Linked DNA regions of Cricetulus griseus: region 2 is linked to region 1. A link is a contact called in public Micro-C data. All regions are on one chromosome and are shown on one strand. The core of a region is the stretch at or near the end of the contact, and the rest is flanking DNA. Distances in the headings are between cores, read along the strand shown.

Evidence for each region. Hi-C and Micro-C count contacts between places; a contact is called where the count stands out from the background.
Region 2: a contact with region 1 is called in a Micro-C map of the CHO-K1 cell line, with 2.6 times the contacts expected there. The contact joins the promoter of LOC113834001 here to the enhancer-like site in region 1. A contact is called at or near these places in 3 of 8 Hi-C or Micro-C datasets (the CHO-K1 cell line, fibroblasts and liver).

What each region holds. Positions count from the first base shown.
Region 1 is chr2:53,029,243-53,034,147 of CriGri-PICRH-1.0, forward strand. All of the region lies in intron 14 of Fggy (FGGY carbohydrate kinase domain-containing protein), which reads right to left. Among named protein-coding and RNA genes, the nearest start is that of Hook1, 96 kb to the left of the region's middle. Within about 2 kb of position 2,014, at least 1 of the 6 cell types and tissues checked has open chromatin away from gene starts, as enhancers often do.
Region 2 is chr2:53,809,583-53,814,487 of CriGri-PICRH-1.0, forward strand. LOC113834001 (transcription factor AP-1) reads left to right here and starts at 2,834. Exons shown (of 2, transcript XM_027400431.2): 1 at 2,834-3,702; 2 at 3,820-4,905. The coding sequence starts at 3,924. It overlaps LOC103159410 (a long non-coding RNA gene), which reads right to left and starts at 2,643. Exons shown (of 2, transcript XR_003482237.2): 1 at 1,752-2,643.

The sequences.
Region 1 (4,905 bases), core at 764-3,263:
TCTTTATCATTTTCAAAGTATAAGGGCTTCTGTGGGATTTTCATGCCATTTCCATGGAAAGTTGGGAAGAAACAGGTGACTCCATAGAGTTTTACATCTGCATGTCTTGCATGATTTCTGACCAGCGATGAGCTTGCTGCCTATCAAGTTCTTGCCCTTCCTGGGTCTCAACTTGCTGTCTATGAAGGAGATTCTTGAAGGACCCCTCTTATCCTGACTGATAACTATTTTCCAAATGCTAATCCCAGGCCTCTCTCATGAATACACTGCTCATTATTGGCACTCTTCGGATTTTTTTCTTCATTTTTTTCAGCCTTGGTCACTTCTAAGTACCTCCACTAGGTGCACTTGGAGGATGTCGTGAGGTAAGCAGACAGGAGGCTCTCAAGTGGGGGACCCTTGAAGGAGCATTGGGGTGGGTGTTGGAGGCCATGATGTTTAGGCCAGGTTCTGCCACCTGCTTGCCATGTGAATCTGGAAGGAAGGAAGCGTTTACTGGGGCCTTCTATGCAAGGAGGTATTTTCACACATATTATCTTATTATTTCACAAAACTTTGGTAATTTACATACCATTTTCACAATCGTTTCCATACCTAGGTGTTACCTGAATTCATGGGGATAGGGCTATCTTTCAAAATTCTGACTAAAAGTACCTTTTCCCTTAAAACATGTTCTCATTTTGAGCAAAGATACTCATAAAAACTCAGGTGTGATTCCAGCTATTTGTATTTTTCAGGAAAGAAATGACTAGCAAAGAATCAGATGATAGTGCTGGAAAGTGCCCTGAGAGCCAGCTATGCTTTATACATTCTGGCTGATGTCACTTTTTCCTATTTTACTGCATTTCTGTTGCTCAATACCAGTACAAGGAATTTAGTACCTGACCCAAGCTGGATCCAGGGTAGGGACTGTCTCAGCCTTGCCTGTTATTGTTTCTCTACCATCCAGCACCTAGTTACTGTTGTTCTTTTATTTAAGTAGACACATAAGTTGGGAGGATTGGTAGGAATCTTCAGGTTCCTTTTATGGTACTGATTATCATGCTTGAGAACCTTACCACTGGTTTACACAGCATCTACCATTCTTTGGTGTAGGGAGACACCCTAGCCCCGCCCTGGGACAGGTACCAGGTGGACCCGGGACTCGCCTATAAGGGCGTGGTGTAGGAAAGCCAAGGTGACATAAGGGAGGCTTCTTAAAGATGGCTTGTGGAGACCCGAGCCCTTTTTGTTCTGGTCGCGCTTGCTGGGTTCCTGTAACCTCGCTCCGGCCTGCGTTTTGCCCTGGTGTTTTCTTGAATAAAGAGACTTTAATCTATCACTTTTGTCCTTAGGAAACATTAGCAAAATGCCAATTCCTTGGTTAAAAAATTGGGGGACTGGGCAATGGTGGTGAATGTCTTTAATCTCAGCACTTGGGAGGCAGAGACAGGTAGATCTCTGGGAGTTCCAGGGTAGCCTATTTTACTGAGCGAGTTCCAAGACAGCCTCCAAAACTACAAAGAAAACCTGTCTTGAAAAAAGAAACCAGGGGGAGGGGACCATTCTACCTGCATACCTGCCCAATTCAGGAGACTCAAAAGAATATTTATATATTAAAGCCTCGATGGAATCTTGCTATGAAGACATCTAGTTAACTTGAGGATTTCCCATATGGGATTTCCAAGCGCTATCTTTTCATGTTTATCAGTGCACACTGGGAAAACACAACCTGTGAAGAACTTGGATTTTGTTTGTTATTTGTTTTTTAGTAAAATTTCCTCCTGTTTCTATCAATTCTTTGCTCTAGTTCTCTTTTCCCACCAAAAACAGCATAGAGATAAGGGTAGGCCCACAAATGCCCCCCCCAAAACCAAAAGACATTGAAGACATGACACCTCCCACAGTAAAAGGGCATGTGAATGATCTGAGCATTCTAAAAGGGCTGAAACATCTGGTGACTGTGAATACCCCATCAGTCCCTCCAGAGCTGCTGAGTTTTGACATACACATGTCATTTCAAGTGCTCTTCCTCCTTCTTCCCCTTTGGCCATCACTGCTGTTAACACTGGTGGCAGTCTGCCAGAGCAGCCAGCCTTTCAGTGCTCTTCCTGGACTCATTTATTTAAGCCTCACCTCCCACCCTACTGAGAGTGTGTTGGTGTCATCGCCATTTTCCACGGGGCAAACTGAAGTGCAGAGAGAATGAATAAGGCCCAAACTGTGTAAAACAGGCAGAGCATTTTGCAGATTTGTAATAGGAAACATTGCTGGGAAAGGCTCTGGCCTTTTTACTAAGCTGAAGCACAGAGAGCAGTCTGGTATACCTGGCTCCAGTGTGAGTTCTTCCAAACCTGGCTGGATAATGTTAACAACACCAGCAGTACAGTTTATTAAGCACATCCTTATCCCTCATTATATTAAACCTCCTGACAATGCTAACAAAACATCACTTCTCTATTTCACAGAGTTTTGAATGGACTTCCACAAAGCTTTTACAGTAATACTGACTTAATGACTACGTCTCACGTTTATCAGTTGACTTGCTCAAGGCAACATAGCTCATAGGGTACAGTTAGGGCTAAGCCTAAGTCGATGCCAAGCTCAAGTCTGTCCCACCCTCTAAGATGGGTCTCTCTAACATGCCTCTAGCATGATCAGACCAGCTGTGGCAGAGAGGTTTACAGCATCAGCTTGGTATTCTGTTGATGTAGCTTTTTAAAGTGATTCAACATCCAACATTAATTATCTCCTATTGCCATGGTGATGGCTTATTACTGCTGGAAGGCTACCACCAGATGGCCAGTGCAAAAATATTTTCCTTCTTTTCCTACATACTCTCCAGCAACTTGGTTTTGGTTGTTTTTGTTTTGCCCTTTAACCTAACGGAATGAGGTGCTTACCACATGTTATGATTCAGGGCTTCTCACACTCGGATCCAGCTTGGATGTTCAGGAGATGCTCCCTTTTCTCAGAAGAGAAGGCTGCCTGACCAGCTTTGGTTCAAGAATCATCTCTGACACCTACCAGTTCTCTCGTTGTGAACAACTTAAGTATGTTCCCTGAACCTTGTTTGTTTCATTTGGAATAAGGAGGCCTAACAGGCAGGGCTAGGTTTTGAAATTTATATAATCAGTGTGAAGGCACTCACGTAAAATTTAGAATGTGATGTATACATAAGAAACAGGAGTAACAGTTGTGACAATGAACATAATAGTGATGAGTATCATTTTCAGAGATGGGATGAGACAGAGTCAGGACTCAAAGTCATTTATATTCATCCAGCTATCAATCATTCTAATTGGTTCTTCCATTAAACCTGTTCTTTTCCTCTATAACTCTTGACCCAAGCTACAATATATATTTACACTCATTGTTTCATCATCTTGTTCACTCAGTTGTAGATGTCACAAGGATTTTGCTTATCCAAATACCTAGGGGGTGCTTGCTTAATGAATGAAAAAGATTTCTCAAACAGTATCTCTGTGTCTGGCTGTGTTAGACACTGGAGATAGGGAAATGGCTTAAGCAAAATCCTTACTCTTGGAGATTTTACACAAAGGGTCTTTATCAAGGACAAAAATGAAGGAAATGGAGCATCTACCACTGACTCCATCAATCTAATGACAAGGACAGGATTAAACCTTAAAGGATATTCCAGCACTGGGTGGGGGTGTGATTATCTCAAAGCTTTAAGTGCAAAGAAGGAATTGAACTGACACTGTTAATGCACAAATAGAGTTTAAACAACCTCCCTCTTAACAAACAGCAAAGGTTGGGGCAGGGGTATGGAAGGGAGGACTAGTTCCCTGGCTCTTCCCAGAAGACTGTCTCCTCTGCTGGTGAAGCCCAAGGTCAGAGTCCCAGATAAAGGCCAGCCTCCAAGAGCATCCTGGGAAGAATTCTACTGGTGAAGGCTGTCAGAGTGTCTGTCACAAGTCGCCAGATACTATCAGGATAAACTGATGCACCTCCCTATCTGAGAGACAGTTTGCCAGCTCTGAAGGCACACAGACCCACAGTGATAATTCTCCAGTGTACCTTTCTTAATTGCTAGGCTATGCTGGAATTATTTTATGATTGTATATTTAGGTACCATCACTCATTATTTCCTTTAAAGAAATATAGCTCAGCCCACATAGTCATCAGGGACCCTCCAGGGCTGTCTGCACTATAGAAGAAAAGGAGTGATGGGTGAGTGGGAGATGTCCCATACATTCTCTCTGATATATATATATATATATATATATATATATATATATATATATATGAGGTTCCATTGCTTGACATGTTTGAAAACCCAAACCCTGTACCTGGTCCTTACAGTGTAAAGATGAGGAAATGGAGGAGGACCTCTTGGTCCAGATCACAACCAGAGTCACCCGGTGATTGGCAGACACTAAAGATGGGACTTCTCTGAGAATCATAATGAAAGTGGAGAGCTGGTGCTGAGGTGAACTGGAGTGGTTGCTGAATCCATCCACAGTAGCACTGCTCTCCGAAATGGTTGGTGCTCTGCAGGTAGCCATAAGTGCTTCCATTTTTAGCCTGTTTCATGCCACACCTGTCGAGTTTCGGCTCCAGCTTATATGTTTATCCAGCTCTAAGGACTGGATAGAATTGATTAAGTTGGAATTTTACTCAGAAGCTCCTAGTTCAGTGAGGTCAACATACACTCAGTGTTCCCAGGGAAAATGTGCAGAAGCGCATTCTACAGTGAGCCAACCCTAGTGAGGGGCATCTGCATTCTTACCCAGGCTTCACTGCTTCCTGGGACCCAGAGGAATGACTGTTTGCAGTTTGCCATTGTTGGCAAAATGCCAATAATACTGGGCCTTCAGCGGATAGCTCTGAGGGTTAAATCAGTCAGTCAAGGGTATAATTATCAGCTGCACATACGGAATGAGTCTCCTCTGCTATCAGTTT
Region 2 (4,905 bases), core at 1,584-4,083, 780 kb after region 1:
CTAGCATCTACCCTGACCTCAGTTCCATTCCTTCCCAAGTGGAGCAAAGCCTCTGTCTCTGTCCCATCATATATGCTGAATGGGATCCAGGGGTGGGGCGTGGGGGTGGGGCAGGGTAACTAGCTCTCTATACACTGTCTCTCAAAGCCTGGATGTGAACTTATGCTGTAACTGAAGGGGAATTGGGGTTGATTCCCTTGAAGAAGGAAAGAAGGCAGGAAGGACCCCTTTCAGACCCTCAGTCTCAGGTATGGCCCTGTGACTGACTTTGGCCAGTGGCATATGAGAAAGAAAGGTGCCACTTCCAGGTGGATACACTGAGAGCCAGTCAGAGCTTTGCTGAGTTCCCACTTCAGTCACAACCAGTGAGAAGCAGGACAGTGGACAGAGTTCCCTGCTCAGTCACAATGGGCAAGCAGTGGGAGGGAGCAAGAAACAATAACACACTGACTGAGCCTCTGGGATGATGGGTTTAGGGTAGCATAGCCCAGCCCTTCCCAACTGAGCTTCCAGTGAGATGAGACTAGAGAGCATTGGCTGAAAAACCCCTTCTCCCAGGCAAAGAGGAAGTTCACTGCGGCTGGCAAGCAGAGGCATTGACAAGAGTACATCCTTTTCGCCTTGAATGAAATGTACTATTTCTTAACCTAAGTAGAAAATTAGCCTCCTAAGCAACAGGAGGCAGACTAAGCCTGGGAGTTTCTAAATACAGAAACAAGAGAGCAACTTCTATGGCATCAGCACCACTTCCCAAGCAGATAACCAAGGCTGTGAGGGAAAGTTTGCCAGAGTGGAGAAAATACAAAGGAATGTAACACAGATTTAAGGTCACTTTCCAGCCGTCCGTGTAGCCCAAACAAGATACATGTACTTTCTGGAATTATTTCCTCCTGTGTAAAGTCGAGGTAAAAATGTATGCCTCTCAAGATGGTTGTGGGGAAAAAACAGCATACTTAAACTGCTTGGACTAACTGGTAGATAGTGGGTGTTTAATGGATAAAACTTATTTTTATTACTGTTGTCATAAATCATGGAGAATATGAGCTCCTTGACAAAAACGATTAGGGGAACTCGTTCTCTCTTTGGGAGAAGTAAATGGATCTGGACTTCACAGAAACCTTGCCCTACCCTGCCCCCACAAAGGTCAGTGCTTGGCTGGCAGCAACCAGTTAGTTACCCTCTGCAGCCTGAGTGAAAGCAAAGTGAGCACACGGAGTGAAAAAGAGCTGGCCAGTTTCCCACCGATACCAGCTGCTATTGGGTTCTGAATTCTCAAGGCAAAATATCTTAGGGCTCCAGGATACAAACCCTGGGCTGAGTTCTGAGGCAGCAAAATCCGAATTAGAACCTCCGGACTTAAGGTCCAACTCCAAACCTCAAGTCCTGGGCTGTAAGGAGGCTTGGGGAAGAGCTGGCTAACAGCCCTTTGCTACCTTGCTCACCAGTTCCTGCCAAATCACAGCCCTGTAGCCTGGTACGGCGGGAAGGCCCAGGGGGAATGCCGAGGCCGGCAGGGAAGGGGACAGTGAGTTGACCAGCTTCTAGTACCGGCATCAAGGAAGGTAATACTAACGCCTGGCAGCCCGGTACGGTGGACCTCATCCGCTCTACTTGCAGATGAGGCCAATAAAGCTCAGAGAAGTTCCGAGATTGCAGTTAGGCCATGAGAGAACCGAGCTTGCCACCTCTTTAGTCCTAAGTGGTGGAGAATGGAGGTCGGATAGCAGAACCCTAGGACAAAAACCACTTACATGTGTCTAGCGCTTCCTAGAGGCCACACAGGATATGAATCCACCAGCGGGCGGGGAGGGGAGACTTTAGCCTGCTTCTACCAGGGACTCCCGCTTAGGCAGCGTGACTTTCGGGCGAGTCGGCGGCGGCTCTCAAGACTTGTTTTCCCAGAAGCAAATCAGGAGCTGGGGGGTGGGGGGTAGGGCGGGCGCGGGTTGCGTATGCGCGAGACGCGCCCGGGCAAAGGCGATCGCTGGGGTTTCCTGAGTTTTGAACCCTTAAATGTTGATTTTGACCCCCATGGATGCTGGGGTCGCCCCTTTATTTCACGTCTAGAAAGCGCGTCCCTCTGAGGCAAAGCGAGCCCCTCCCCGCATGTCTCCAGAGGGTGAAGTGTTGTGCCGAGGACCCTGACGAGTCGGTTCTTAGTACCGCAAATCTCTAGCTTCCAGGTAGAGCACACAGCGGCACAGATCCTCCTCTGGAACTTAACCAAGAGATAAACTTCCACGCGTGCTCAACGTGGGAGGGACACTCAAGCCCGTTCAACTTCAACACACTTTCTCGCTCCCGCACCCGGGGCGCACACAACCATCTTCACCCGCGCCGCTGCCTCCCGGAAGTGTGGGGGTGCAGAGCCTGCTGGAGCTCAGGTCGCTCAGCCCCTTCACGTGTGTGCGTGTGTGTGCGTGTGTGTGTGTGCTTGTGTGTGCGTGCGTGCGCGCGCGCCACCTCCACTCCCCACCCAGGCCTTCCGCCCGGGGCCACTAGCGAGCCTCCCCAGCTTTCTGGATGCCGGTGTCTCGATCCCCGTCCCCAACCCTGAACTTGAGCCCGCCTCCGACAGACGCCGCAAGGGTCCAGCCGACCCGGCAGCCTCCGTCACTAGACAGCCAAACCAAGACGTCAGCCCACAATGCACCGGGCGGGCCGGGAAAGACGCGCCGGGGAGGGAACCCGGGAACACAAGCCTGAGCGCCGCGCGGGAGGGGGAGGGAGGAGGAGAAAGAAGGGCCCAACTGTAGGAGCGCAGCGGAGCATTACCTCATCCCGTGAGCCTTCGCGGGCCCAGAGAAGAATCTTCTGGGGTGAGGTCTCCATGGCGACAGGCGGGCCCGCCCCCCTGAGAGCGACGCAGGCCAATGGGAAGGCCTTGGGGTGACATCATGGGCTATTTTTAGGGGTTGACTGGTAGCAGATAAGTGTTGAGCTCAGGCTGGATAAGAAGGACTCAGAGTTGCACTGAGTGTGGCAGAGACGTCCTGGCAGGAACGCGCTCAGACAGAGAGGCAGAGAGAGAGAGCGGGACGGACGGAAGGAAGGACGGACGTTCTCGGCCAATCTGGACGGCCGCGGACTCCGGGCTGCTCATCTGTTTGTCTTCATTTTCTCACCGACTACCTGGACCCAGCGCCCGCGGCTCCAGCACCGGTGTTTTGGGGAGCACTTGGAGAGTCCCTTCTCCCGCCTTCCCCGGAGAAGCAGCTCGCAAGTCCCTGCGCTGCTGACAGCATCGAGAGCGGTGCCTGCCCGAGCGAGGAAATAGGCGAGCGGCTACGCCGACCACCAACTTTCCTGACCCAGAAGACCGGGAACAAGTGGCCCGGAGCGAACTTTTGCAAACCTTTTCAGCGCCTTAGGCTGCCCCCGAGACCGTAAAGAAAGGGGAGAAGAGGAAGAACCCACACTCAGCCCCGCTCGCACAGGCGGCTGAAGTTGGGCGAGCGCTAGCCGCGGCCGCCGAGCGTCCCCCTCCCCCTCACAGCGGAGGAGGGGACAGTTGTCGGAGTCCGGGCGGCGGAGCCCGATCGCGGGCTTCCACCGACAGTTCCGTGACGACTGGTCAGCGCCGCCGGAGAGCTGCTGTCGCTGGAGCTGGTCTGCGGTCTCCGAGGAACTGCTACTACCCGAGAGCGCTCCGCGAGTGACCGCGACTTTTCAAAGCCCGGCAGCGCGCGGGAGCCGACCAACGTGAGTGAAGGCGGTACCTTAACCCTGCGCTCCCTGGAGCGAGCTGGGGAGGAGGGCGCAGGGGGGGAGCACTGCCGACCGGAGCGCGCGCTCTTAGACAAACTTTACTTGTCACAGACGCAGGGACGCGCGGGTGTCCCCCGCTTCCCAGCGCGCTGTTGCGGCCCCGAAACTTCAGCGCGCAGCCCAGACGAACCCCGCGTGAACTGACCGACCGTTCTATGACTGCAAAGATGGAAACGACCTTCTACGACGATGCCCTCAACGCCTCGTTCCTCCAGTCCGAGAGCGGCGCCTACGGCTACAGTAACCCCAAGATCCTGAAACAGAGCATGACCTTGAACCTGGCCGACCCGGTGGGCAACCTGAAGCCGCATCTCCGCGCCAAGAACTCGGACCTCCTCACGTCGCCCGACGTTGGGTTGCTCAAGCTGGCGTCGCCCGAGCTGGAGCGCCTGATCATCCAGTCCAGCAATGGGCACATCACCACCACGCCGACCCCCACCCAGTTCTTGTGCCCCAAGAACGTGACCGACGAGCAGGAGGGTTTCGCCGAGGGCTTCGTGCGCGCCCTGGCCGAACTGCATAGCCAGAACACGCTGCCCAGCGTCACGTCGGCGGCACAGCCGGTCAGCGGTGCGGGCATGGTGGCTCCCGCGGTGGCTTCGGTAGCCGGCGCCAGCGGCGGCGGCGGCTACAGCGCCAGCCTACACAGCGAGCCTCCGGTCTACGCCAACCTCAGCAACTTCAACCCGGGTGCGCTGAGCAGCGGCGGCGGGGCGCCCTCCTACGGCGCGGCCGGGCTGGCCTTTCCGTCGCAGCCCCAGCAGCAGCAGCAGCCGCCTCAGCCGCCGCACCACTTGCCCCAACAGATCCCGGTGCAGCACCCGCGGCTGCAGGCCCTGAAGGAAGAGCCCCAGACCGTGCCCGAGATGCCGGGAGAGACCCCGCCCCTGTCCCCCATCGACATGGAGTCTCAGGAGCGGATCAAGGCGGAGAGGAAGCGCATGAGGAACCGCATCGCCGCCTCCAAGTGCCGGAAAAGGAAGCTGGAGAGGATCGCCCGGCTAGAGGAAAAAGTGAAAACCTTGAAAGCGCAAAACTCGGAGCTGGCGTCCACGGCCAACATGCTCAGGGAACAGGTGGCACAGCTTAAACAGAAAGTCATGAACCACGTTAACAGTGGGTGCCAACTCATGCTAA